Regions from separate parts of the Mus musculus genome. Here region 2 is linked to region 1. A link is a contact called in public HiChIP or PLAC-seq data. All regions are on one chromosome and are shown on one strand. The core of a region is the stretch at or near the end of the contact, and the rest is flanking DNA. Distances in the headings are between cores, read along the strand shown. Region 1 overlaps Rab7 (RAB7, member RAS oncogene family). Region 2 holds the start of Cnbp (cellular nucleic acid binding protein).

Region 1 (4,052 bases), core at 1,095-3,594:
CTGTCTGACCTGTGTTTGGGACATATATTAAAATAACAGCAACCAGTACTTGTCAGTTTACACCCAATACTCAGCTAACAAGCGGTATTTTTGAAACCCAATCATTTTCTGGTAAGCTCTTTCTTTGTTAAAGATCAAGGATTGACAAGACCTGGAAGAGTGAACCAAGGGTCAGCATGTTACATACTGTACAGTCATGGAAGCCAAGGCTGCCTAGTTTTTTGGCAAAAGGTTGTCCCTAAACAGAGTTGCACTGTGAAGCATTGTTCATCCTCCAGTCTCATGTTTGATAATTCTTTACTTGGCACCAGGCAAATAGAAAACAAAACTGTCCTCATGGAGAATTTTAGAAAGTGGAGAATATATATATATTTAGATTTATGTAAGTGGGTTTTTTTTTTTTTTTTTGGTTTTTCGAGACGGGGTTTCTCTGTATAGCCCTGGCTGTCCTGGAACTCACTCTGTAGACCACGCTGGCCTCGAACTCAGAAATCCGCCTGCCTCTGCCTCCGGAGTGCTGGGATCAAAGGCGTGCACCACCACGCCCGGCCTATGTAAGTGTTTTAAAGCAGCAAACAGTAGTTGGGGGAGAGGGAGGGGTGTCTTAGGTTACAGTTGCTGAGATGAAGAAGCTATGGAAGATTGTTATTTACTGGACTGTTCCTCATAGCTTGCTCAGCCTTCTTTCTTATAGAATCCAGGACCAAAATCCCAGGCAGGGGTGGCACTACACACAAAAGGCTGTGCCCTCTCCCATCAATCACTAATTAAAAAAATGGCCTACAGACTTGTTGACAGAAAATATTACAGAAATATTTTCTCAGTTAAGGCTCCCTTCTCTCTGGTGACTTTAGCTTGTGTCAAGTTGACATAAAACTAGCCAGCACAGGGCGCTCCTTAAATTGGTTCCTAACTGGCTGTGGTGGCACACACTCTTAATCCCAATGCCCAGGAGGCAAAAGCAGACAGGTCTCAGAGTTAAAGACCATCTCGTGGTCAGCCAGAGCCACACAGAAACCCTGATTCTAAAAAATGAAAGAAAGGAGGAAGGGAGAGAGGAAAAGGAAGGAAGGAAGGAAGGAAGGAAGGAAGGAAGGAAGGAAGGAAGGAAGGAAGGAAGGAAGGAAGGAAGGAAATAGGTTCCTTTGCTGAGAAAGTAGTGCTTAATCTTCACTTGTGAGATTTGTGAGTCTGTTTGGAGTGTTAATCCCAACTGCTGATGCCAGTAATGGACCCAGCACTTGAGGAGAGAGAGGGCACCGGCATCCGTTCAGCCCCTGCCCTGCTGTCTTGTTAGGTTAGCTAAAGGGTTCACAGGCCGGGGGCCAGTCTGAGTGAGGGCTGGGGCTCAGCTCCTGGCAGACCAGAGTGGCTGCACTGTAGACAATGCAAAACTGCCTTAATGTTTCTTCAGCTCACCTGCACTTTCTCCTCCCGACAGCTTCAAGGATGACCTCTAGGAAGAAAGTGTTGCTGAAGGTCATCATCCTGGGGGACTCTGGGTAAGTGTTTCTCACGAATCTGACCTCAGATTGGCTTGGAGCTTCATCCTCACTGATCTCAAGGCAGTTCCACATTCGGCTCTGGGCCTGGCCTCTATCCTTTACTGTTGGGGTTTCCTGTGTTTGGCCTATTGAAATGCTTAAGGAACCCTCAAACAAGTATTTTCTTGTTTTTGAAAGTGCCTTCCAGTGGGGTAGAGTATAGGAATAGTGTCTCCTGCCCAGGACTGTGAGAAATGGCATACTGTCTGAAAGGAGTCTCAAGGCCTTTGAGGATTACAGACCTCACTCTACTTCTGTAAATTCTAATTGTGTTGCAGAACTGGGTAGAACCAGCACCTTAGACCACTGGTCAGCCATTGCGCTATACCCCTGGCAAGGCAAGCACTACTGTCTTAGGCTGTATGTATGTGCACTCTTTGTGGAAAGCCTTGAACAAGGAAAGCATTGGCGCTTTCTTTAGGTTGCATTACCCTGACCCTACCCTTATCTTACTGAACACTTGGTTGGTGAGTTTTCTTGGTGAAAAAATTCCTTGGGAGGGACATTCTTAATGTTTTATTATGTATGTGCATATGCGTGTGGGTGTGAAGGTCCGTGCAAGAATTGTTTTTCCTCCTGCTCTGGGGGCCCTGGGATTGAATTAAGTTTTCAGGCTTGGCAATAGGTGCCTTTCGCTTTAGCCATCAAACAGGCCCTGTTTTGTTGTTTTGCTTGGGCTTTAGTTTTGAAACAAAAACTGTGGCTCAATGCCCTTGAACTCACTGTGCAGCCCAGTCTAGCCTCAGGCTCTCAGTGCTGCTGCCTCTATCTCTAAGCACTGAATTCCAGGCATGTGGGGCTACACCTGTCTTGGAACATTCCTTTCTGGCTACATACTGCTGAGTGGCTTCCTCCTGGTGTTACTTGACCACACTGAGTGATGCATAAACACCTGAGATTACAAAGCCGTTTGGAGTGATCTTATCACAAAGTTCCATTTAGGAGTGAGTGAGTTTGTGTGTGTTTCTTTTAGTAAAATGCTTTGTTTTGTTTTTAAACTGTTGCAGTACCGGGAGTTAAACCCAGGCCTGGTGTATGTCAGGCAAGCACTCTACCAACTAAACGCTCTTCCTAGCTCAGGCATGTTGCTTTGAACATTGTAAACACAAATCCCTTTCAGTCCCTTATTTGACTCAGACATGTGGGTTTTGTTCAATTTCAGTGTTGGAAAGACCTCTCTCATGAACCAGTATGTGAACAAGAAGTTCAGTAACCAGTACAAAGCCACAATAGGAGCGGACTTTCTGACCAAGGAGGTGATGGTGGACGACAGACTTGTTACCATGCAGGTGAGCCACTGCTCAGCCTGGAGCCAGACTGCCAGCTTACTGAGTCTTCTTTAAATGAAGTCTTCTTTAAATGGTGGGTGGGTGGGTGGGGGTGGAGTTGGCTTGCTTTCTTCCTTTCTGTGAGTTGTAGGGATTAAACACAGGTCATGAAGCTTCTGTGCGGAGCACTTCACCTCTGGGTAGCACCTTCTGTGCTGAGCCCTCGTGTAGGCCCAGTTGATTGCATCCAGACTGTCTGTCATACCTCCGTGCTTTTCAAACTTACCATTATATTTGTGGAGAATGGATAATTGGCTGCAAATAGTGTTGTTGGATAAAATAGCAGTAAAAGCACGGTCGGGAGCATGGTGGAGACAGAGCCCGAGCCCCATGCAGGCTGAGTGCACATGCTCCCGCCATGCATGAGCACGGAGCCACACCCCAATCCTAAATTTGAAATTTATATTACAAGACAACTAGGAATTTTTGTAAAATTTAATTTTAGCTACAGTTATTGTCTTTTTTTTTTTCATTTCTTTTCCCTTTCTATTTATTTATGTTTGTTTTTTCAAGATAGGGTTTCCTTGTATAGCCTGGCTGTCCTGGAACTCACTCTGTAGACCAGGCTGGCCTCAAACTCAGAAAAATCCACCTGCCTCTGCCTCCCAAGTGCTGGGATCAAAGGTTTGTGCTACCATGCCTAGCTTCTTTTTCCTTCCTTTTTTCCTTCCTTTTTTCCTTCCTTTTTTCCTTCCTTCCCTTCCCTTCCCTTCCCTTCCCTTCCCTTCCCTTCCCTTCCCTTCCCTTCCCTTCCCTTCCCTTCCCTTCCCTTCCCTTCCCTTCCCTTCCTTCCTTCCTTCCTTCCTTCCTTCTTTCTTTCTTTCTTTCTTTCTTTCTTTCTTTCTTTCTTTCTATAAGGATTTATTTATATGTAAATACACTAAAGCTGTCTTTAGACACTCCAGAAGAAGGCATCAGATCTCATTAAGGATGGTTGTGAGCCACCATGTGGTTGCTGGGAGAATTGAACTCAGGACCTCTGGAAGAGCAGTCAGTGCTCTTCACTGTTGAGCCATCTCTCCAGCCCCTTCTTTTTCCTTTCTAAACTTAGCAACCTACCGGTTTCTTCTGTGTTCTAAAATATCTTTATTTATTTATCTTTCTTTCTTTTGGAGGCATTGGTGTCTGTATTCATGACTGACCTTGAACTCATAAATTGCACTGGGGTGCTGGGATTAAA
Region 2 (4,052 bases), core at 699-3,198, 160 kb after region 1:
ATTATAGATCTCCTTGCCAACTATCACAGTGCCTCATGGCCAGTCTGGTTCCATGAATAGTGATAATTAGAGAATGTTGGGCGCCAAGTGAAGAGTCATCAGTTGTCACACCACCACGCCCAGTTTCAAAGCAATTTTTAATATAAGAAACATTCCATCCCTGGGCCTAAAAGAAAGATCAAACAGTTTATGTGTGATTGTGCTTAAAATGGTAAATTAGGAACAAGTCAAAAAATTATTAATTTAGACTGGTATGATGTCATGCACCTTTAATTCTAGTAGAAAGAGGTAAAGGCAGGCAGATATCTTTGAGTTCGAGGCCAGGCAAGACTACATAGTGAGATCCTGTCTTAAAAGCAAAAAGCAGTTTAGGGTTCTCGTGTTTTGAAGCAGTAGGGGCTTCATATATAGCTTTGCCTTATACATACTCACTGCTAGAATTTATGAAGATGCTGCTTGTCTGCAGTTGCTTTATCTGCAACGCTCTGTGAGTTCAAGATCAGCATGGTCTATGAGTAGTGAGTTGCAGGATGGCCAGGGCCATGTAGAGACCCTGCCTCAAACAACGAGAACAACAACAAAGATTTATGTGTATGTGGCTGGGTATATTTATGTGCACCTCCTAAGTTAGAGGACATTAGATCCTCTGGACCTGGAGTTATATGTAGTTGTTAGTAGGATATAGGTGTTGGGAACTGAATTCTGGTTCTCTTCAATAGCAGCATGTGTTGTTGCTGGTGTTTTTTTTTTTTTTTTGTTTTTTGTTTTTGTTTTTTTTTGCTTATTTTGAGACTGGGTCTGACTATGGTTGAACATTTTGTTCTTCTGTTGAAATGGAATCTAGAGTCTTGTGCGAGACAAATGCTCTTCTAAACCATATCTACAGCCCAAAGGTCTTACTATGTAGCTATGGCTGACCTGGGACTTGTTATGTAGATTAGATGAACTTGGACTGACAAGAGATCCTACTGCCTCTACTTCTCAAGTGCAAGCGACTAAAGGTATGCACCACCACGCCTGGCTGCTCTCAACTTCTAAGTCATTTCTGCAGGCCCATGTGTAAGTTTAAAGAGTAAGTCGCTAGCGGAAACTAAAATCTAGACAAATTTTAGTACTTTTTAGAACTCAAGAGACTTGAGATTTCCAGATTCTTCATGTTTGTATTAAAAAAATCATTAAAACGGGACAGAGTTCTAGAATGCTTTAGTTTATATAGAAATTGTCTTCAGGGTGTGTGGTAACGCTAGGGAATCAAACCCAGGACTTACAGGAAAAATTTATCTTCTGCTTTGAGGACCTATGACTACACACACAATCTATTTTGGAGACACCATGAAATGCAAACGACGGTCACTCCTGAATGGGGCAGCCCAGGCAATAACTTTCTTGGCCTCCTCTCATCCACAAATCCTAGGGATGTCATTCATTATGGGTCACAAGAAGTGTTGTGACACAAATCACCTGTCACCATCTTCAACCTCATTAGGCATTTTCATTTGGGGCTATTGCAAGCCAGGGGCACTAGCAGCGCGCTGTCGGTTTATACCCAGGAAACACAAAACCCAAACGCATCTCATGGACCGTAACGGTAGCCACAGCCGCTTCTATGATCAGGCCACTAAGACCTTCCCCCAAACCTAAGTGTGTGTGTATTGGAACCTGGTCTGCTTCTGAGCCCCACCAGGCTTAGGGGAGGCCGGGCAGGGGGAGATTGGCTCCCGCAAGCTGCGACCACTGCCCGGATCAGCCCCGTAGGCTGGAGAGAACCAGCAAAGGTTCGAGGGACGAACTGCTAGTAGGAAAGCAGCGAACCACTCATCGTAGACACGGAACCCAGGTACGGGCGGGAAGGCCGCGAGCGCTGCGGGCCGGAAGAGGCTGGGCGTGGAGCAGTCCGCCCCGCCCCTGCCGCCCTCGCGCGAGGCCGCGCTCCCAGCGGGCGATTCTGATTGGCTGGCCTGGCTTCCTGCGCTGATTGGATCCGTGGGCGAGGCGGAGGAGAGCCGTGCGCAGCGGCGTGTGTGGGGCCGTGTGCAGACCCGCGTGTGGCGCAGGCAAGGACCCTGAAAATAAACAGCCGCTGCTTTGCGAGTCGCCTTCTTGGTTCTTCGTCCGAGTCTCCTCCGCTGTGGGCAGCTCAGACGCCGAAGGTGAGAGGCGAGGGTGTAGCCTGCGCAACGGAGGTGGCGGGGTTGGTGCGGCCGAGACGGACGGAGGGCCGGAACTGCGAGGCGCGATGGCGGCCGCACCTCGGCCTGCGCCCTGCTGCGTCAGGCGCGGGGCTCGGCCCGAGCGGCGTCTCGGCTCCAGTTTCTGGCCCGCCGTACTGTGGCGGGCGTCCTGTCCGTCCTGCGGCGCTGGCACTAGGGCTGGAGCGTGGGGCCCTCTCTTGGCCCCGAGGGCCACGCAGGCCTCATCCGTGTGGCGACGAGGCCCGGCGCCCTTGGGGCCGAGGCGAGGAGAGTCGCGCGCGGGCCTAGCGCCGAGGGCCAGTGTGGCGGGAACTCCTGGAACGGGGCGGTGTGGCGGGGGCGAGAGCCTGGTCGAGGTGGAGGTCCCCAGGCCGAGCGCCCGGTGGAGGCCTGGCGGGCCATGTGCCAGCGGCTGCGGGGCCTCAGGACCTGGCCTGTGACGAAGCCCGCGCACGCCGCTGTAAGGCTTGGGAGTCTGGATTCGGTTCTCTGTACTGGCGACCTTTATTCAAACTCCTGATTTCTTGTAGTTCGTATTCTTAAGCAGCTTATTCGACATCGTTAGTCAAAAGAAACCACCTTTCCCTGGATCGATGAGAGTCAAGTCTTAGGTCCCTCACCCCCCCCCCCCCTTTTTTTTTTTAATGGAGCGGGAACCGGGTGGATAGGACCCGTAGGTTGTCAGGCCTTTAAGGCCATCAGGGTGGCAGAAGTCCTTGCCAATATTTCTCGGATTAAATGGATATAAATTACAAGAAAGCCTCGGAAGTAGAGTTGGCAAAGATCAATCTAGATTTTTCATTACCGTGAAAACCTGTTTTAGGACGGTTTAATCGTTCTCACTTGGGTTTAGGTGTTGATTTTATAGGTGAAGCCTTTTGCCTGTTGCCACATGTCAAGCACATGGCCTCGGCCACCAGGCACTTTCAGAGGAAGTGACTACATCTGGGGTGGGGGTGGGGGTCTTGGAAAAGGAGACATTGCACAGCAATCGGCTGGTTAGGTTTTTGCAATATTCTTGAAGACACAAAATAGACAAGAAACCACGACACTCAATCTGACTGCATTAAAGTAAAAGGGAATTAAGTTATATCCCCAATTTACCCCCAGATGTAGTTTTATGTGATAAAAATTACCATTTCCTGTTGCTTGACCCAATTCTGGAGAGACTTATGACAATGGATTAATTTTAAATTTGCAAATTTGTTAGCCATTTGCTCCTAGTATATATTGAATTTAAGATTTTGAAAGTTTTAAAAAAAGATACATAAACTGTGATCCTTATCACTTTATTCTTTAAGTCTGAAAAACTGAAAGTTACTTTGGTTAAAATTCAAGCTTATCAAATTGTAACCCGCATAGTCCTAGGTGCTTTTTTTTTTCTTTTAAAGCTTAAGTTTGCTGCTTGTCTACAAGGAACTCTTTGTATGCTGGACTATAAAAGGAATAATTTATTGGAATCCCAAGGGCTGAATTAAGGGCTTAATTTTTCCCTCAAATTACAACTCGTAACAAGTTTTTAAAACTCTTAACAGTACGATATCTGGCTATTTACCTCCTACTTCACATTAGGAAATTATTGTATTTGGATTATTTTCATATTAATACCAAGAGGTAAATTATTTCAAAGAGATGTGCAGTTTGTAAAATGTTTTAAGCCAAGTCAGCTGAAGACCAAGGGCTTATATTCTGGCAGTTGAACAACTGCAAATGTTAAGATTTTGTAATGATGTATGGCTTTTTACCTTTTAGACCTAAAAACATATAGTGAATAAGGCACTGCTGGAGTGATTGTTAGGTGAATGCATTTCCAGAGAGATTTTGCCTCCCTCTACTCCCTCCTGACAGTAAGTTGAGAAC

Evidence for each region. HiChIP or PLAC-seq counts read pairs in DNA pulled down with a chosen protein or histone mark.
Region 2: a contact with region 1 is called in an H3K27ac HiChIP or PLAC-seq map of embryonic stem cells, with 25 read pairs. The contact joins the promoter of Cnbp here to the enhancer-like site in region 1. A contact is called at or near these places in 1 of 39 promoter capture datasets (neutrophils), 5 of 484 Hi-C or Micro-C datasets (the C2C12 cell line, bone marrow-derived macrophages, differentiating embryonic stem cells and 2 more), 15 of 115 datasets of contacts at active chromatin or transcription factors (CD8 T cells, bone marrow-derived dendritic cells, bone marrow-derived macrophages and 10 more) and 5 of 9 other capture datasets (adipose tissue, embryonic stem cells, liver and 2 more).

What each region holds. Positions count from the first base shown.
Region 1 is chr6:88,011,088-88,015,139 of GRCm38.p6, reverse strand. Rab7 (RAB7, member RAS oncogene family) reads left to right here. Exons shown (of 6, transcript NM_009005.3): 2 at 1,442-1,502; 3 at 2,707-2,833. The coding sequence starts at 1,450. Among named protein-coding and RNA genes, the nearest start is that of Gm34872, 8.1 kb to the right of the region's middle. Within about 2 kb of position 2,344, at least 33 of the 459 cell types and tissues checked have an H3K27ac peak or open chromatin away from gene starts, as enhancers often do. A contact at or near this core is called in embryonic stem cells and trophoblast stem cells, where this site is marked.
Region 2 is chr6:87,849,002-87,853,053 of GRCm38.p6, reverse strand. Cnbp (cellular nucleic acid binding protein) reads left to right here and starts at 1,948. Exons shown (of 5, transcript NM_001347325.1): 1 at 1,948-2,150. It overlaps Gm44064 (WAS/WASL-interacting protein family member 2), which reads right to left and starts at 3,552. Exons shown (of 2, transcript XM_030255689.1): 1 at 3,547-3,552; 2 at 741-2,694. The coding sequence starts at 3,552. The coding sequence ends at 1,816.